2 separate regions of the Macaca mulatta genome follow, and region 1 is linked to region 2. The links are chromatin contacts, called in public Hi-C maps. All regions are on one chromosome and are shown on one strand. Each heading gives the region's core, a stretch centred on a gene start, on an enhancer-like site or on the middle of the called end of the contact. The rest is flanking DNA. Distances are from core to core; before and after follow the strand shown. Region 1 overlaps SDR42E2 (short chain dehydrogenase/reductase family 42E, member 2). Region 2 holds the start of MOSMO (modulator of smoothened).

Region 1 (4,389 bases), core at 1,143-3,642, 180 kb after region 2:
TTAACATGTATTCAGCATCTCCTGTGGTACCAGGCACTGTGCTGAGCAATGGAGGCAAGAAGACATAGTCCTTGCCCTCGGGGAGCTCCTAGTCCAAAGGGGAAGACAGCCCACGAACCAGGCAACTCAACACTGTAATTAGAGCCACTTTTGGGAAAATCGCGAGAAACTCCAGTGCACACAGAAGGGGCGCCTAAGCCAACTCTGAGGAAGTCAGAGAAAGCTCCCCAGAGGAGGTGACATCTAGTGTGTTAGGGACCCTGCTTATCTAGCATAACTCAGCTCCTGTGCTCCCCAAAGCTCTGCACTTAATGACTGAGACAAAAACGGACAAACACTGGTCTTTCTCCTCACCCCCCATTAAGCATCCAAGACCACAGGTTTGACCCCAGGGGCTGTTTCAGTGCCATGGGAGAATCCAGCAGCTGGTGGATTATTCCCCAGGGTCTGGCTGAGGCACAAGAGAGGAAGAAATGAGTCAGCTGGGAGAGCATCTTCAGATGCCAGCACAGCAGGGAAGAAATTAGGCTAGAACCTGGCTCCCCTGTGTGACCCCGGGCAAGTCACTCAACCTCTCTGATCTTTTTCCAAGTATGCACAGAACAGATAGTGCTAGTACCACCTGAGAGGATTAAATGAGGTAGGGCATAGAAAGGATTTAGCCCAGGCCAAGTGCAGGGTGTGTGTTCCTCAACTGATAGCTATCATTACTACCCTTGACACCAGTGGGCCCCAAGCCATCTGGCAGCAGGGGAAACACAGCTTAGACCCTAGAGAGTAATCAGTTCTGCATAATCGAATTCCTCTCTTAGGGAAGCTTAGTTAATCAGTGAGGGCGTGAAGGCTGCGACTGGGGCCCGCCTGGCCACAGTTGGTCTGGGGTTGGGAGCAGGAAGCCAATGTCGTTTCCTGGAGATGTTTCTGGCAGGCGTTCACCGTCTCCTAGCGGATGCCTAAGAATGTATCAAGGGCCTCCTGAGTCCTAGCACCGTGCTAGGCCGGGAAGATGAGTGTAGGGGTGAGACCTTTCCTTCTTAGGGGACAAGGAGTTAAATAAGGTGCAAATTTAGCGGGGCTGAAGGGGGCGACGCAGAGGTGGCACCCTCCAATAAAAATGAAGATGGAAGGAAGAAATGAAAACCTCTCTAATGAGGGCATCACAGGAGCAAGACGCTGTCCTCGGGTCCTTTTAAATCACTGTGCAATGGAGGGGAAATCCCTGCCCTCTCTTTTCCCTTTCCGTAAACAACGAGGTAGAGGATGCCCCCCTCCCACGAGCCCCGCCCTCGGATGCCCCGCCTGTCCCCGCAGGTGCGCAGCGTGGCCGTGACGCACACCTTCCAGATAGCCAAGGCTCGCGCCCAGCTTGGCTATGCGCCCGACAAGTTCAAGTTCGCCGATGCAGTGGAGCTATACGTGCAGTCCACTACACGGCGGCCCCGCGGCTCCACGGCGCGGACCCTCCTGCGGCTGCTGCTCGGGCTGCTGCTGTTCCTCGGCTTGCTCGCCCTGGCCCTGCACTTCCTAGGCCTGCAGCCTCTGCACTCCTCCGTGGAGCGCCTGTGACCGCCCGCCGCCCGCCGCCCGCCGCCCGCCGGGGTCGGCACTGCTGCACCCTCTCCCACCCGCGGCTCCCTGGGCTAGTACCAGCCCCTGCCCCGCCTTCTGGGTTTGAGCGCGCCTCTGCTCCGCCCCTTGACTCCTAGCCACGCCCCTGAGCCGCCCTCCAGACCTAGCCCCGACCCCCGAATCCTGGCGACGCCCCTGACTACTCCCAGACTTTGCCTCCCGCCCCTCCTGTGTTTTGGCCCCGCCCCCGCCCCGCCCCGCCCTCCGAAGTGGGCATGCTCCCCCTCCACCCCCTGAATCCTGGCCACGCCCCTGGTCGGCCCCGACACCTAGCCCCGAATCCCTTTCCATGTTTTGGCCGCGCCCTTGACCCGCCCTTCAAATTGGGCACGCCTCTTCCCCGCCCCCTGACTTCAGGGCCTAGTCCTGAGCCGCTCTCCAGGCCTAACCCCGCCCCATGTCATAGCCACGCCCCTTCCCCCTCCATGTTTGGGCACGCCTTCTGAGTCTTGGTCACACCCCCGCCCTGCCCTCTGAGTCGTGCCTACGTCCATGTCCCTCCCTCCAAGCCCTGGCCCTGCCCCTTTTTTCCTCCCTCCGGCCTGCCCCGGTTACTGACATGGGCCAAGGCTCACAGCCTCCTCCGCCTTCTGGACCTTCTCCTAGTCTCTGCCCAGTTCCGGTCCGCCCCCAGATTCTCCCTCGTTCTGGTTTCGCCCCTTTTCTGGTCCTCCCCGCACGCTTGAGCCCCCTTGGCTTCTCCTTTTGGGTCTGGCCTTGCTCCTCCCTCTGGGTCCAGTCCCGCCCTTCTCGCGTGTAATTGGGTCCTGGCCCTGCCCCCTCCCTTTCTGGCTTCACCCCTTTCCAGGTCCGCCTCCTGGGTGGGTTCTCCCCAGAGCCTGGCTGCCGGGTCGCTATGGGCTAATGCAGTCTGGGGTGGAGTTGATATGAGTTTGCGCCGTCAGCTGCTGCTCTGTCTGGTAACACTGCTTTCGATCTCCCCGACCCAGTGTTCTGGGCTTCTCATTCACACAGATCTGTGTTGACAGCCAGGGCTTGGGGGAAAACCAGGACGCAAGCTTCTGCCGAGCCCGACTTGGCCTTTTTGGGTTCCTGTCTGAGGATGACAGCATATTAAGCACAGGTTTTAGTACCCGAAAGAGCATCAAAAAATTAAAAAAAAAAAAAAAAAAAAAAAGAGGGCCGGGCGCGGTGGCTCAAGCCTGTAATCCCAGCACTTTGGGAGGCCGAGGCGGGCGGATCACAAGGTCAGGAGATCGAGACCACAGTGAAACCCCGTCTCTACTAAAAAAAATACAAAAAATTAGCCGGGCGCGGTGGCGGGCGCCTGTAGTCCTAGCTACTCAGGAGGCTGAGGCAGGAGAATGGCGTGAACCCAGGAGGCGGAGCTTGCAGTGAGCCGAGATCGCGCCACTGCACTCCAGCCTGGGCAACAGCGTGAGACTCCGTCTCAAAAAAAAAAAAAAAAAAGAGAACTTTTAAAATAATTGGATGTCTCGATGAAGTACCAATAAAGCTATAATGGGAAAAATAGAGTTTAGTTGGTTGCATTTTATGATTTAGTACTATTTCTATTTACTAATTAGAGGTAGTGGTGATCACCATAATCTTTAAAGTTTAAGGTCACAAAACTTCTTAATCTAGCCCTGCTCTCCACAGAAACTTCGCCCCCTATCATCTTGGTGTCAGTTATCAGTTGTGAGTACCAAGACATCAGTGTGTCAGTACAACCAGGTATAGATCGTAGTATGCACACGTGGGACTGGCAGAGAAGAAAAGCATCACAAGGCTGAGGTGGAGGGGATGGAATGGGCTCATCAGAACCAACATGGCCACAGCAGCGTGTGTCCCACTCTGCTGAACAAGGTGGGCAGTTTGGGATGGAGCTAAAAAAAAAAACTGTATGCTGCTCTCTGCTAGGCTGAATTGTAGGTGTGTATATAATTTTTGAAAGATCAATAATAATCCTTTATGTTTATTTAATGCTCGACGGTGTGAAAGGGCTTTCATCTATATGATCTTGTTTAATTCTTACAGCCACTCTTAAATAGGATTTATTATTCTCATTTTATAGATGACGGAAACTGGGGCTTTGTCTCATTCCAAAGAGCAGAGGAGGGTGGGGGTTTCTGTTCTACAGCTGTGGGAATTTGGAGGAGCACCGCCTAAGCCCCCACTGGCCTAAACACAACACGTGGTAACTTCTATTTTTCTACACCCTGGCCATGCCAAGGCTTGCGGTTGAACTCTGGGATTGGTCTCATTCTCTCAGAGCCACAAACCTCGGACCATTTGAAGCTGGCAGTCCTGGGGCTTCCTTTCCTCTCGATAACATGCTTACATCCAAACTCACTTCCTTCCTCTCTTTCTTCTCCCTGCTAATCCTGGGAAATCTATTCTTCGAGCAGGAAAAACAGTGTCACACTGCTCACATTATTTTCTAGATCTTTTGACTAGTGCCAAACCTCAGCTTTTGAAAACCCAAAAGCCAAGAATCAATTTATTTGTTTTCTGGATTTCTCCAACTCATCTATTCCTTAACACTCTGGAAGCAGGATGTCTAAACTCTGGGCATGGGGACAACATGGATCGCTATGTCAAGAAAGCTTTTTTCCTTTCAAGCCTCTTTATCCAATGGAAAAGGAGGTGGCATCCCCACCCAACAGAAAAACTGAATCACTGTAAGAATTTTTGAGATTGCCCAGACCACTAGCCGTGAGGTTCTGAAAGGGCAAGTAGGAGGTTCTAGCTTACTTGGAGACACTAAGGAGAAGCATCACAAATGCAGGAAACAGAGTT
Region 2 (4,786 bases), core at 1,931-4,430:
TAACAGCTGCAGAATGGCTATTTATGACTTCGGGCTGCACAGCATAGCTCCCTCCTGGAAGCGTTCTATGTTCTTCTGGGTCCCCAAGGCTTTCTGCCATAAGGAGTCTTGTGGCTCATTTCTGAAAAGTCCCAGCTGCTCTCCTTAGGGGTGGGTGAGAGGATGGGATGCTTCTGTCACTGAGTCCAGGAGTCTTGTTAGGCCAGATGGGGGAAAAAGGCCCAGAGAGGTAACATGGCTTTCCCAAGGTCAAGTAAGTAGCAGGGCAGGAACTAGAACATAGTTATGGATTCTCTCTGCTTCACTACATCACCTCTCCCAAACCCTTAGAGTTTGCCTCTACTAAAATCTAGACTGAGATACAGAGAAGGGAACTGATCTGTCCCGCAGATCTCAGAGACTGGGGACTTTGAAACACCAGCCAGGCACGGTGGTGTGGGCCTGTAGTCCCAGCTACTTGGGAGGCTAAGGTGGGAGGATCACTTAAGGCCAGGAGTTCAAATCCAGCCTGGGCAACATAGACCATATCTCTTAAAAAAAAAAAAAAAAAGAAAAGAAAGAAAGAAAGAAAAGAGATATAGGGATAAAAACATGGATTAATGGGAAATCTGTAAACAGTTTGGCCCCTGCCAATCCCACCTCCCATTCTGGATGGCAGGAAGGGATGGGATAGGTAACTATTCTCTGTACTGATGTGCAGCCATTAATATGATAAAAATGTTTTAAATTCTTTTAACTCAATACTGGTTGTTCTTGTGCTTTAATCTTAGACCCAGAACCATTTGTAGAGGGTAAAAGGAAGAACTGTATTATTTATTTATTTTATTTATTAGAGACAGGGGTCTCACTATGTTGTCCAGGCTGCTCTTGAACTCCCGGACTCAAGCAATCCTCCCACCTCAGCTTCCTGAGTAGCTGGGATTATAGGTGCAAACCACCATGCTTGGCTACTTGTATTTATTGTAAACACAAGAACCCAATCATCATCATTCTGTTCAGCTGGAGTTAGAATAGGTGCAAACTGTCCTAACATTCAGCCCTAGGATTCTTTTAAGCTGGCCAGCAGAAAACATCAGTGGATATTATCTGGGAATTTAGTCCTGTATAGTTACAGTTTCTTCTATCACTGGGCAATAGAAAATCCCAACAAGAAGCCAAGAATATGACTCAATTAAACTTCTTCAGAACTTATTAAAAAAAAAAAAAAGAAGAAAAGAAAAAAGAAACTGAAGACTATTGCAGTAATGTGATAAGGATTATATCTGGATCCTTGGAGTATATGTATTATCTTGTGTTAATTTCTGTGGCAGAGGAAAAATAAATTGTATATTAACAAAAAAAATCCTTTCCCCCAAGAGACCAATGTTTGGACAGAAAAGTCAATATAGACCAGCAATCAAACCCTTCCTTCTCCAAGCTATGTAGTGACACTGATAACTCTGTGCACATTTCTGCAAGGCTGTTGGATTTGGTGGAATTTGAAACCTTCTGAATTTTGTGGACATGTAAGCATTCCAAAAATAGAGACAGATGTCACTCTTCTAGGTCTTTCTAGAGACGACCTACGTGGCATTTAAGGAGAAAATGAGTGTTTCATCTCCATTTGCTGCACAGAGTACCATTAGGGAGAGCTGAATCCAACTTCAGGGTTAGTGGTGATTCGGCCCATGAGCTGTGGAAGAAAAGAAAACTCCATCACAGCATAATTTGCTGACAAATTATGCAAATGCCTTATTTTTCCTGTTTATTCATCCAACTTAAGACGGTGGACACACAACTCAGTAAACAGGATCATAACACCAGGTTGCTCAGGTCAAAAGCTTATTCTTGAGTTCTCTTTCAACTCCTTCCCCATTATCAGCAGGTCCTTCTCTCTATCCACAGAACATCCAAATCTGTCCATTCCTCTCCATCTTCACTACTCTCAACCTAGCCAAAGCTACACTTCTCTCTCGAGGACTACTTGGCCGCTTAACTGGCGTCCCTGTTGACATCTTTGCCTCTCCCCCATACAAGCTACACTATCGATCTTCACAGATGAAGTAAGATCATGGGATTCTCCTGCAAACACCCTCCACTGCCTTCTCATTGCACTCAGAACAAAATCCAAGGCCCCCAAAGTCCTACACCTGGCCTCTGCCTACCTCTTGTCATACTACTCTCCTGCCACACATGCCATTTTGCAATACCCTGGACGCGCTGATCTCTTTCTGCCCCCCTCCCCTAATGATCTTTGCACTGGCTGTTTCCTCTGTCTGGTCCTGCGCCAGGTCTTCAAAGTGCAGGTCTTTATGAGCATGATGGTCTCAGCGGAAATGCATCCTTCCTTATCGCAGGTATCGCCCCGACTCCCATCACACTGACCTCCATTGAATTCAGGGATCTGCACCTGAAATTATCTTTATTTTGCAGACAGGTTCTTAATGTGTTTCTGTCTCTTCCCACCAGAACATGAGCTCCCCGAGAGCGGGCGCCTTGCCTCTGTCCACTCCAGTACCTCTGCACCTACAGCGCCTGACGCAGAGGGGGTGTCGAGAGCTATTTTCTAAATGGGGCAATCCTGTGAGCTGACAGCCGCGGAAAGGGCAATGAGAATACAAGGTGACAGGGACCGCGCGGGGCCCGGAGTCGCTCGGCGGGAGTCGGGGCCCGCCTCCTGCTGGAAGACGGGCGGCTCCCCACTCTCATTCGAGTTTTGCTTCTGAGGGGCTCAGGAGCGGCCGCAGCCTGTGCCCAGTCATCAACAACGACAACAATCTTATGAGTGGGCAGAAAGCCAAGAGGTGGTGTGGCTTGCCGGAAGAGACCGGGACCTGGGCAGGGACCGGAGCCGGGCCGGTCGGGTCCGGGTCCAGAACGTCGAAGCGGGCAGTGCGGGGAGGGGCCCAGGGCGGCCGGCCGAACCTGGAGGACGAAGCGAGCGTGCGGCTGCCGGGGAGCCGGCACCGGCCTCGCCAGCGCCCAGGCTTCGCTTCCGGGTGAGGGGCGGGCGGGCCGAGCAGTTCCGGGGCGGGCGGCGGTTCCGTCTGTGCGGGCCGCGCCGCGGCTGCTGGTCCCGGGCGCGCGGAGGGCGCGAGCGGCGCGCGGGGGCCGAGTGGGCGCGAGGCAGCGGCGCGGGGACTCCGGGCCCCGGCGGCGGCCCATGGGGCGGGAGGCGTGAGGCCGCTGCCTGTCCGGGGCTCGGGGGGTGGGGGGAGCGGGGCGGGGAGATGGATAAACTGACCATCATCTCAGGATGTCTCTTTCTGGCTGCCGATATCTTCGCCATCGCCAGCATCGCCAACCCGGACTGGATCAACACCGGGGAGTCTGCGGGTGAGCGGCAGGCGCGCGGGGCCGGGCGGGGGATTGGCTGAGGGCGACGCGAGGCAGGGGAGACCCGGACTGAGGGGAGGACGGGGTGGAGGGTCCCGGCCGGGGGCTAGCCTGAGGAGACCTGGGGCGGAGGGGAGACCCGGGCCCCGGAGGAAGGGGATAGAGAAGAGGAAACCGCCGGGCGCCAGCGGGACCCCCGGACTCAGGGGAGAGGCGCCCCAGGCTGGGTGAAAAGTGGCCGAGGAGACCTGGGCTAGGCTGGCGAGTCCCGGACCGGGGAGGAGGGGAGCAGCCCTCCCATGTGAGGGATCGCAGAGGAACCAGCTTCGTTCTGGATTAAAAAAAAAAAAAAAAGTCAAGGTGGCAGACGGGAGGAAAGTGAGGCTCCTGCAAGGAAATTAGAAACCAGGCGGAGAGGCTGGGGCTGGGAGTGAGGCAGCCTGCGGGGCAGTGCGGGAGCCACTAGAGAGCTGGTGGGCGAGAGGAGGCCGAGAGGGGTCAGGTCCGACTCCAGACCTTCTACCACCAGAGGAAGCTGCGGCCGGGGCTGAGCCCGGGCTGTGGGCGCTGACCCCACCAGGCAGGGTGAATGGTAGGTGTTGGAAGAGCTGGTGGGATTGGTGGGAGTGGGGGGCGCCGGATTGGAGCCCCTCTACACCCCCGCCCCCGCCCATCTTCTGCCCGCTTGGCAGTGTTTGAGACGCTTGTGGCTTCGGATTTTCCCTTTGAAGTGTGTATGTGGTTATAATTTTGCTTTATTTTAGGCCCGGGAGCTATAATACTACTAATAATAAACCTCATTTTATGGAGCGTCTTTCATTCCAGCGCATCACAAAAACGCTGGAGAGATCTTAATAGTAGTTACAAAATTAAATAACACATCAGAGTTGCAGACAGCCCGGCAGCGAGAGCAGTGCTTGCTGTAACACCACGGAGCTGTGGGCGGGAGAGGCAAGGTGGTGCCCTCGGGAAAGAGGCGGGCATCTTTCTGAAGGGTACCCCAGGTGAATGCGCTTCCAAGATTTTTCTCAGCTTGGGCCACTTCTTTCCCTGCTACCTCTCCTTCCTCCGCTCTTCCGCCTCTCTTTCTCCCCCTCTCCCAGACCTGTGAGACCAAACCTTAATTAATGTAAACAGCTGTCAGGAGAGCTGCTCCGATTTAAGGAATGGTCTTGTTTTTTAACTGCTTGTTCAGTGCAGGTGAAGGAACTATTGGAGGGTTGGGAATGTCAAGCTCCCTACGTGGATAATTTCTTGTAAAAATGTGGCCGGACGCGGTGGCTCACGCACTTTGGGAGGCCGAGGCGGGGGGATCAGGAGGTTAGGAGTTCGAGACTACCCTGACCAACATGGCGAAACCTCCTCTCTACTGAAAATACAAAAAAAAAAAAAAAAAATTAGCCGAGCATGTGGCACGCACCTGTAATCCCAGCTACTCAGGAGGCTGAGGCAGGAGAATCGCTTGAACCGG

What was found. A called contact is a pair of places that touch in the nucleus more often than the background predicts.
Region 1: a contact with region 2 is called in a Hi-C map of blood, with 6 times the contacts expected there. The contact joins the enhancer-like site here to the promoter of MOSMO in region 2. A contact is called at or near these places in 6 of 14 Hi-C or Micro-C datasets (CD4 T cells, blood, cortical neurons and 3 more).

What each region holds. Positions count from the first base shown.
Region 1 is chr20:21,649,124-21,653,512 of T2T-MMU8v2.0, forward strand. SDR42E2 (short chain dehydrogenase/reductase family 42E, member 2) reads left to right here. Exons shown (of 13, transcript XM_015125776.3): 12 at 1,312-2,771; 13 at 3,064-3,121. The coding sequence ends at 1,566. Among named protein-coding and RNA genes, the nearest start is that of TRNAL-UAG, 5.2 kb to the right of the region's middle. Within about 2 kb of position 2,393, at least 37 of the 40 cell types and tissues checked have an H3K27ac peak or open chromatin away from gene starts, as enhancers often do. A contact at or near this core is called in CD4 T cells, blood, cortical neurons and 2 more, where this site is marked.
Region 2 is chr20:21,464,165-21,468,950 of T2T-MMU8v2.0, forward strand. MOSMO (modulator of smoothened) reads left to right here and starts at 3,181. Exons shown (of 3, transcript NM_001260737.2): 1 at 3,181-3,315. The coding sequence starts at 3,210.